2 separate regions of the Sus scrofa genome follow, and region 1 is linked to region 2. Evidence: chromatin contacts called from public HiChIP or PLAC-seq data. All regions are on one chromosome and are shown on one strand. The core of a region is the stretch at or near the end of the contact, and the rest is flanking DNA. Distances in the headings are between cores, read along the strand shown.

The links. HiChIP or PLAC-seq counts read pairs in DNA pulled down with a chosen protein or histone mark.
Region 1: a contact with region 2 is called in an H3K27ac HiChIP or PLAC-seq map of skeletal muscle. The contact joins the enhancer-like site here to the promoter of NDFIP1 in region 2. A contact is called at or near these places in 6 of 47 Hi-C or Micro-C datasets (brain, embryonic fibroblasts, fetal heart ventricle and 2 more) and 1 of 2 datasets of contacts at active chromatin or transcription factors (skeletal muscle).

Annotation. Positions count from the first base shown.
Region 1 is chr2:143,726,175-143,730,978 of Sscrofa11.1, forward strand. It overlaps NDFIP1 (Nedd4 family interacting protein 1), which reads left to right. Exons shown (of 8, transcript NM_001243361.1): 7 at 2,022-2,127. The coding sequence ends at 2,125. Among named protein-coding and RNA genes, the nearest start is that of NDFIP1, 40 kb to the left of the region's middle. Within about 2 kb of position 1,482, at least 31 of the 83 cell types and tissues checked have an H3K27ac peak or open chromatin away from gene starts, as enhancers often do. A contact at or near this core is called in skeletal muscle, where this site is marked.
Region 2 is chr2:143,685,898-143,690,640 of Sscrofa11.1, forward strand. It overlaps NDFIP1 (Nedd4 family interacting protein 1), which reads left to right and starts at 3,049. Exons shown (of 8, transcript NM_001243361.1): 1 at 3,049-3,285. The coding sequence starts at 3,223.

The sequences.
Region 1 (4,804 bases), core at 232-2,731, 39 kb after region 2:
TCCTTGGTGCCAGGGCTGCTGACGCGTCCGACTAGCACAGGGGAGGGCCCATGCCCAGCAGGTGCTTCCTCGCTTCAGGACCTCCCTGCTGTGCCTGGGGTAACAGAGCCATGCTTGGCTGGCCCTGAATTTTACTTGGAAAATACAAGTCACTGATGCCCCCTTCCCTGCCGCCTCGGGGGCATCGCCTGCTCTACTGCTCCTTGTCGGCTTTCCAAGGGAGGAAAAATAGGGATGTTTTAGCCCTTCCCTCGATGGCTGAGAAGTGTAATTATAGAAACATGACCTGTGGGAGAGCTGCTGTGGAGGAATAGTTCCTTGGCGCGCTTACTCTCTAAACTGCACCTGTAAGTGTAACTCCTCGTCTTCCTCCAAGCTGACGGCCCGAGCACATCCTGAACGGACCAAAGAGCCATTAGCCGTAATTTTAGGTTGATCGTCGACAGCATAGATAATTTAAGGAAACTTAATGGACTGATTTCCTTCCTCTATTAAAGTTTCATGGGAGATGAATTTGTAATACTTTGTAATTGATCATTCTTCCTGTCTTGCCGCTTACTGGTAAGCAAGGGATGGCAAGGTCCTTAGTGCCTTCGGAGCTAATGTTTGCATCCTTTTTTGGAGCTTCTTGCAGAGACAACTTTTGTTTATTTGGTTTTCCTGCCAAGATCAGGTATTCCAAGCTCTCAGGCTATCAGCTCGTGAGCTCCATCTAGCCTGGTAGTTGTGCTTTGTATAGTCCACAATTTTCTTCAGAAGTTGGTTTTTTAAATTGCCATAGTATGAAAGGCAAGAACTTTCACATCAAAATATCTGAATGTCTCACCTTTTCTTAAAAATTGGATTACCTAGTAAAAAACCACATGATACCCATGGTTTGATTGTGGCTGGATTTGCGGCTACACCCGCCGTATAAGTTAGATGCTCCCCACACCACTAGGCTTCCTCCATCTAGCATTTGGTGTAGTCCCTTGTTGATTTTGATGCCAAAGAGAATGGTATTTCGCTGTGCTCAGTGTTGATGACTTGTGGTTACTGCCAAAACCCATTTTTCTCTTGAGTACCAAAGTTCTCCACCACTTAAGTATATTTTAAAATGTATCCAAAAGAAAGTGGTTGCCTAGAGCTAGGGAGGTGGGAGGAGGGGACAGGAAGCGGGGAGTGACTGCCTGGTGGGTATCGGTATTTTTAGAGGTGACGACAAGTTCTAAAATTAGACGACAGTTTTAATTATACTAAAAGCCGGTGAATGGTACACATTAAATAGGTCAACTTTATCATGTATAAATTATATCTCTATAAAGTCCTTTCAAAAAGTGTCTAAGACTCAGGGACCCTCTCTGGGGGAGGAGCCCTAGGAGTGTGTGGGCTACCCCATTGGATCCTTCCCCACTGAGTCCTAGATGAAGAAAAGAGAAGTAGAGGGAGTTGCCGTGTGGTCCGGTGGTTGAGACTTGGCACCGTCACCGCTGCAGCCAGATTCAGTCCCTGGTCTGGGAACTGACATCCCACCGCAAACCAAAAAAGGGATAGAGTTGAGACTCACTGTAAAGGCAGGGGGAGCCTGACATCTAGTGGCCGGCATTGTGTACTGTCGATGGAAAAAAAATGAAATTTTTTTTCTGTTGAGAAAAACGTAGTATTATAACCTTTCTATTTTTAGAGTTAATTATCGAAGAGTACTTTTTTGGAACTCAGAAGGTAGGTTTCGATCTTGCTTCTCAGTGAGGCTGCCAAATGTCAATGTTTGGCCCCATCTTAATTTCTGTTTTCTTCTTGGGCAAATTAGATTCTGAACATGCAAAGGAGACTGGGGTTTGGCTCTTGAGCTCGTGTTCTCATAGAGAAATGGAAGATCTGGTGTGGAAATCCTTTGGAAATTTTAGAGGAAATTTTGTTTTGATAGATTTTAGCAGGAAAATGATGTGGTGTGAAGTATTGCTATCGGGAGGGATATTTCTGGGGAGTGGACTTATGATGGAAATTTGAAATTCATTCTTGACTTTTCTTTTTTAAATTAGGATTTCTCCTGTTTCTCAGAGGATTTATCAATTATGCGAAGGTTCGGAAGATGCCAGAAACGTTCTCCAATCTCCCCAGGACCAGAGTTCTCTTTATTTATTGAAGGTATTAAAGAAAAAAACCCTTAATTTGTGTCCCGGTGTGATCACGTGGTACATGGCAGATTACTCTTCAGGTTTGGGGTGCACACCTGTTGTGGGAGGGATAGAGAAAGTAAGAAAGCCGCAATATTTGTCTTTTGGTTTCTAGTTCAGGAAGGGCTATTTCTGTGAAAAAAGCTACTTTTTGAAAAAGGCAAGTTGGAAAAAACCGCCCTTGGAGAAAACAGTATCTCATGTTGTCACAAATGCAGAAGAGGCCCGGCTGATCCTAGATCACTGACTCTTGAATCGTGAAGAGGTCTCGGTATATTTACTTCGAGAAAAGAAAGTTTCTACTGTATTTAATTTGGCAGGAGGTGAAACTGTTTTCAGAGTGTTTAAGCAACAGTATAAGAACGATGAGAACTTCTCAAATGGAACAGAATTTTGCTCAAGCCTGGCGTAACAGCAGTAACTCATGTTTGTTGCCTTTGCGTATGTCAGCTACTGTCTCTGTAAGCACTTTGCAGCTGTGCTCAACTGTGCTCACGTCAGTCCCAGAAGGTTAGCGTGTTGGAGCAGCTCAGGGCCATCCTGGCCGAGTATATTCATAAGGCGTTTCTTTGAAAAGGTAAAGCATACTGAGAGCCTAGTCTTCTGTCGGTTCACGTCCGTTTCTCCGAGGGAGCATTTGAGAGAAGATTCTAGTCCTTAAGAGTACTAATGGTGCTTATGAGTTTAAAGAAAAGGGATGTTTCGGTGCATGTTTAAACTGTCCTGAGTGGTGTGTCTTCCGTGTGAATTCAGTGACACACCCTGGCCACAGATGGACCCCGATGTCACTGGCCTGGGCCCTGACGCCTGGGGGGCGTCTGTGTCTGTGTCCAGGGCGTCCTAACATCACCGTCTAGTCAGAGGCTCTGTACCGTTTCGTGCAGTTTGCCGTTAGCATCGTTTTTCTTTCCTCTACATTCCTGATTATAATTTATAATTACTTCCGAGCCTGAAGTTTCACTCTGAGCCGTGGTAAATTCAGAAGTCAGTGATTTGGGGTCGCCGTGCCCTCCTTACAGTGAGAGCCCCAAGGCACCTGCAGCTTGCCCCTCATCGTTCAGTGCCCAGCATCCCCGGGGGTGGGGGGCAGGTTGCTTCCTGCGCCCCAGATTCTGTAGGCTAGTCTGCTGGGAGCTTTGGCTTTGTAAATGGACTGAGGCCTCACCTCTGTTCTCTGCATTCTTCAGTTAGAAGAAAATTTCAGCCTTCATTAGGAGATGCATACATTCTTCATCTTGCTGCTGCTTCTTTTTTTTTTTTTTTGGTCTTTTTGGGGCTGCACCCACAGCATATGGAGGTTCCCAGGGTAGGGGTCTCATCAGAACCATAGCTGCCAGCCTACACCACAGCCATAGCAACACCAGATCCAAGCTGTGTCTGCAACCTACACCACAGCTCAGGGCAACGCCGAATCCTTAACCCACTGAACAAGGCCAGGGATCGAACCTGCAGCCTCGTGGCTCCTAGTGGATTCATTTCTGCTGTGCCACAATGGAAACTCCTTTTTTTTTTTTTTTCCTGTCCACCCTGCAGCACACAGAGTCCCAAGCCAAGGATCAGGTCTGAGCCACAGTTGTAGCAACACTGGATCCTTAACCCACTGTCCCAGCGGAGGATCAAACCCGCGTCCCAGGGCTGCAGAGGCACTGCTGATCTTGTTGGGCCACAGTGGGAACGCCTCATCTTGCTTCTAACACACGACAGGTTGTCACGACAATACAGGTTGAGAGAAAGCCTGAACTTCTCGGTTTTCCGGTATCTTTGGGGACTTTGTTAAGGGTTTTTGTTTGCAAAATAGGTTGTTACTGTTTGGATTTTCTAGACGTTCTGAGATGTTTTCTGCATGGATTCTAAAAGGAAAGCACAGCAGGCTTAGCATCGTGGTTTGAGGCAAGGGTGCTGTGGGAGCTGTGAAGGGCCATTACAGGCTGGTCCCTCCCTATGGCTTGGGGACAGAGGCCTTCGGTGCCTTCCGAGTGGTCAGGGGCCCGGCCGTCCCTGAGAGCCCCATCGAGGGCGTGGTGGGTTTCTCTGCTCTCCTGTCTGGCTTTGATGTTGTCGTTGCTTTGAAATCATTTCCGACGCGCCCAGAGGACTCAGAGCTCTCCGTTAGGGCTCTGGGGACTTGGAGCCGAGGTGAGAAGTCGAACGGCTTCCTTCCTAACTTGCAGCAGCCCCGAGAGAGCCGGCACAGCCGCCCTCTGTCCTGTGGGGCCGCGTCTCCTTTGTCCACCGACGGGGCTGAGAACCGTCCCTCCCGATCCAGTGTTTGCTTCCTCTGGGAGGTTTAGTGGCAGATGTGCAGTGACCGCAGGAAGGTCTTCTTTTTCGTTCGCTGACTGAGCCTTCTGTCTTCACCTGTCACCTGTCGAAAGCGAGCTTCCTTCTTGCCAGAAAGGTGCTTCCTAAAGTAACGGCGGTAGAGAAAAACCACTCGCTTCTCATGCTACGCTCTGGCCTCGTACTAGGCAGAAGTATCAGGAGAGGGCCTCTTCCAGAAGTTCGGGTGGCCGCGGATAGAGGAGCCGCTCACACGCCGCAAGCTCCGGTGGCCTCAGCAGGCCGCTTTCTGAGCAGCCCAGGCGGACGTTGCAGGAGCCGGACACCGCGGCCCGTGGGCAGGGACCGCGGGGCAGCGCTCAGGTTGC
Region 2 (4,743 bases), core at 1,799-4,298:
TGTACATTTCCTGAATCTCTTCATCGGCAGAAAGGTTTTGTTAGGAAGATTAAGGGGATGATGTATGAAAGGATCCAAGACCCAGAAAGTGCTCCACAACCACCAGTCGTCATCAGTGGGATAATTTCTTTATTTGCAACGGGAAGACATTACCTCTGCCTTTCATGAAACGCACAGTCATGCAGCAAGAATGAAAGGAAGTGGGAATTCAGTAGAAATGGAAGTGCCTGGTTCAGCTGGAGTCCTGTACAGATGAGCTGGAGACATTCAAGGCCTGAAATGAGATATCAGACTGACGGGGCTTTGTTTAAAATTTTAACAAACCCTTCTTGGTTACTGATCGAGCTCAGTACTGGCCACATGGGACACGTCTCAGGCGCTGCGAAGACCGCATCTGTCCTGGAGGAGGTTTTTGTTTAAACTGGGGTAGGAGTGGGGAAGCAGCCCTGAGCTATGTTTTTACTTGTCCATAATCTTTCTCTTTTCTCGGAGGATGGATGATTCAGAGTCAGCCAGTCACATAAAAAGTATTGCACATGGAAAGTATTACTGCTCTTCCGTGGGGAAATAAGCTTGTAAGTGCAGCCGTCTGAAATTAATAACTTTCTCGGTGGAAACTCTCTTGACAACATCTCGAGATGAAGCCAAAGAGTGCAATTTTTACGGCCTTGGCTTATCTTCTGTGTCTGCCTGGCTTGCAGCAGGCCTGGAGCCGTGAGTCAGAAATTCAGTTTCTCCCTTCACGGTGCAGGTGGCTTGCCAACTGGAGACCTTATATAGTGGTGACTCTGTTTCTCTCGAGTCCCCGGGTCACCCAGCCATTGAATCAACAGCAATTATCTCTATTTACTTTGCTAAAGGTTTTTTTTTTTTTTTTTTTTGGAGAGGGGGGACTCAGAGGGGAAAAAAGAACAAATCTTTATGGTTAACACAAAACATGCTGCTTCAGGACATGGGGAGTCAGAAATCAACCGACTTTTTTTTTTTTTTTTTTTGGAGGGGGGATATTCATGTGAGAAAGCCCGTATTTATATTATGATAAATATGTATGTCCACATGTAAGGAGTATGTTGCTACTGAGGGAGAAATTAATTTAGGAAAGAAGAAGACGGGAAGGACAGCACCTTTTCCACAAAAGCCACAAAAGTGCTGCAGACATGCGTGAAGGCAGCAGCTGTTGCTCCAAGAGCCATATGTCTCGGCACAGGCATTTTCTTTTTTTATTTCTTCTTCCACGTGAATTTAGATCATCTGGGCAAACTGTCTGTGGATGACATTTTTTTTCTCTTTCATTTCAAAGTAGAGGTTTTTTTTTCCCCCTTATGTAAGACCACAAAGTAGGATGTTATGTTTGAAGTAACTGGATGCACCTCATTACTTTTAAAGGTGGTTTCTCTGGATGAAAAAGAACAACCCGGGGACGGAGTCAGGAGCAGACCACTCAGAAGCTCACAGATTGGCCTGTCGCTGCGTTTATTCGCTCTCCCAGTGGAAATCAGTGAGGCCAGTGCTTGGAAACAGGCGCAGACTTGTTGGAGTTTGGAGACTGGTAGAGAACACTCCAAGTGAGCACCAGAAATAGATGGACTTTTTGTTGATTACAACTGGCTCCTCTGTGCAGAGACCTCGGGATAGGTGTCATACACAGGCAAGGGTTAAACCATGTCAGCTGGAAGATTAGAAGATAAAACCATAACTGTGTTCATGCCACCTCGAGAGCAGCGCCTTGGAAAGGCAATCCAGAAGGATGGGCATGATGACGAAGCTGCGGAGATCAAGTGTTTCACGGGGTGGGACGTGGGGGCAGAAGCCATTCCAGAGGGCTGGGTACTGAGAAAACAGCAGCCCTCCAAGGCCTGCTCCAGTATAGAGAGCTACGCCGCCCCGCTAGATGCTGCGGGGGATTTCGAAATATTTAAAGGACAAATCCTCTCATCTTCACAGAACTTATCATTTAGTCGCGTGATGATGGTTAAGAAAGCCCAGCTTGATGCGTTTACATTCCAGCTTTACCCCTTACCAGTGTGGCGTTCTTGGGTGAGATATTTAATGGCTTCAGGCCCAACTCCCTCATCTGTGAAACATGTCGTGGTATCTCCTCTATGGCAGTTATGCTGCCTCCGTTCCTTTCTTCTACAAGGCGAGCTCTCAATTCCGGGGCGGTCGTTGCATATACGTGCCTGTTAACCTGGAAAGTCTTATTAGCACGGCTACTACATCTTTGAAGCTTTGCCCTTTATGTCACCTCTTCAGAGAACTTGGGCTCAGAAGATACCGTGTCTCTAGCCACGGAGGAGGCTGTCCAAACACTAAAAGGATGGCGCAAAAACGAGGATGCTGTTATTATCACTCACCCTAAAGAGGCTTCGAGATCGAAGAGCTCTCCAGGATTTAGGGTCAGCAAACATTTTTTTTTTCTCTAAAGGACCAGTCAGCAAGGGTTTGCTGGGCACACTCCACAAATGGGAGCGGCGGTGTTTCCATAGAACTTCGTTTATGGGCACAAAAATGTGAATTTCACATACTTTCCACGGTCGCTGGCCCGGATCTGGCCTCCGCCCTGCAGCAGACCGGCTCCTGGTCTACAAGGATGGCAGACAAGAAGGGAGTGGATGAGAACCGAGATGCTGCAGCCAGATATTCGGGATCGGATGGCTGCGGTGTAAGTGTCAAGCTGCCTGGGCGCCCAGGACCTCTACAGCGGGGCTGCGGCCCCCGTGCCCGGGGCTTGAGATGAGGGTGAGAGGTCACACGCAGGGGAAGCTTGCTGCTTGGCACCAGGCGCCCCTCGCCGCGTCGCGCCCTCTGCGGTGACCTAGGAGCTCCGGAGTCTTGGTGGAATCGAATCCGCGGCGGCGGGGAGAAGGGAAGGGGCGGGGGCGGGTCTCGGGGGCGGGGCTGGGGGCGGGTCTCGGGGCGGGGCGGCGGCGGCACCGCGGGGCGAGGCTGGGCCGGGCGGGCGGGGCGGGGCGGCGCGAGCCGGGGGCGGGGCGGCGGCGCAGCGGCGTCGTCGTCGTCGTCGTCGGCGTCGTCGGCGTCCCCGCCTCCTCTCTAGGGGCCGCGTCTGGAGCCTCGGCGGCGGCAGCGCAGCTCACTGCCCGAGGAGAGCGGCCGGCTCGGCAGCAGCGGCGGCCAGCGAGACCCAGCCGAGGCGCGTCCCCGTCGGCCTCCCCGCGCCCCTTCCGCTCGCTCGCTCGCCCTCCTTCCCTGCGGCCGGTGCCCATGGCGTTGGCGTTGGCGGCGCTGGCGGCGGTCGAGCCGGCCTGCGGCAGCCGGTACCAGCAGGTGAGCGGCGTCCAGCGTCTCCCCGCGCCCCGGCCCCGGGCCTGCTCTCCCCGCCGGCCGCCTCGGGCCTCGTCTGCGGCCCCGCCTGTGGCCGCCTCAACGCCGCGGCTCGGCAGGCCGCGCCCGGCCTGGGCGGGCCCGGGGCTCGGATTCGAGGCGGCCGCGGGCCGTCCCTCCGCGCCCCGGGGCGGGACTCGGACGGGGGACAGACCTCCGCCCCGCAGCGTTTCCCGCATTTCTCCCGGCGGGCGGGCCGCGGGTCCGAGCCCGCGCCCCTTCCAGAGGCGTCGACCCGGGGGCATTCAGTTTTCTTTTTTTTCCACTTTGGGCTCGATGTCACTGGAAAAAAAAAAAAAAGCGTGAAATGGAAAAGGAAACGAGGTGGAGAGAAAAGATTAAATCAATGCGACTGCTGCCGACAGCTCTCCGCAGCGAGATGCGATTACTCAGGGTTTCAGAGCCTCGTCTCCTGGTCACAGCCCATCCCCCTGGCCTCCGTCTTAAGACAAAAGTCAAAATGAGAGGAGGGACGAGTCGGCAGGTCGCAGAGGATTTCGCAAAGGCGATGTCGAAGTAGTGATGCCCCTGAAATGTCGAGCTAAATGTTGCAGGCTGCAGGGCGTGTGCCTGCGTGTGTGTTTTCCAGGCTCGGAGATGACGTTTCAAGACAGTGAATAGCATAGCTGGGGAGGACATGTATCGGGAACGATTGGATTATTAGCTCCAGGTATGAGTTCTAAATTGAGGCCCTGGGGAAAAGAGCTGCTTGTTTCACTGGCCTCTGTGTGTAACCGAGTTTCCCTCTGAAATTCGGGAAGACATCCGGCAGGGTTGTTAGAGGTATTTAACGCATCGTAATTGTGGGCATGGAGCCAGGTGGTAACTGATGTTGATTGGAGCCGCGGATAACTGCTTGCGTTACGTTTCCTCTGTTTTCAGCATAGTTTGCATACAAATAGGAAAACCGTGCTCTTCTGAAATTAAATGTCCTCTCATAGATGAGCTGCAGTTTTATATTCTAGAAATAAGGAAAACCAGTACGATGAAAACATGTAGATGAACCCGGGGGCTTGCGGGGGGGGGGGGCAGTTACTGGGCTGTTTTGCTGTCATCAGCCCTGTGTTGTAATTTCCTCCCTCCCACGGCCTGACTCCCGATATGACTGGTTAAGAAGCTAGCTGCTGGGTTTCATAAGCACACCCAGATTGTGGCAATGCAGTCTAGTCCTTCGATCTCTCACAGCCTGGGGTCTGGCACATGCTTTTCTGTATGACCTTGGGCAAGGCTCTGGGCTCCTCCCTGCTTTAGTAAAATTCGAGTGACAGGTATGACTTAAATGTCACAAGGTGTTTACACATCGCAGGTATCCTGTAGTGTGATGCATGCACTCTTTTCATCCTGCCTTCGGTAAGGCCGACAAGCAAAACGCTGTGGCTTTTCTTTGTACTGCCATCTTCT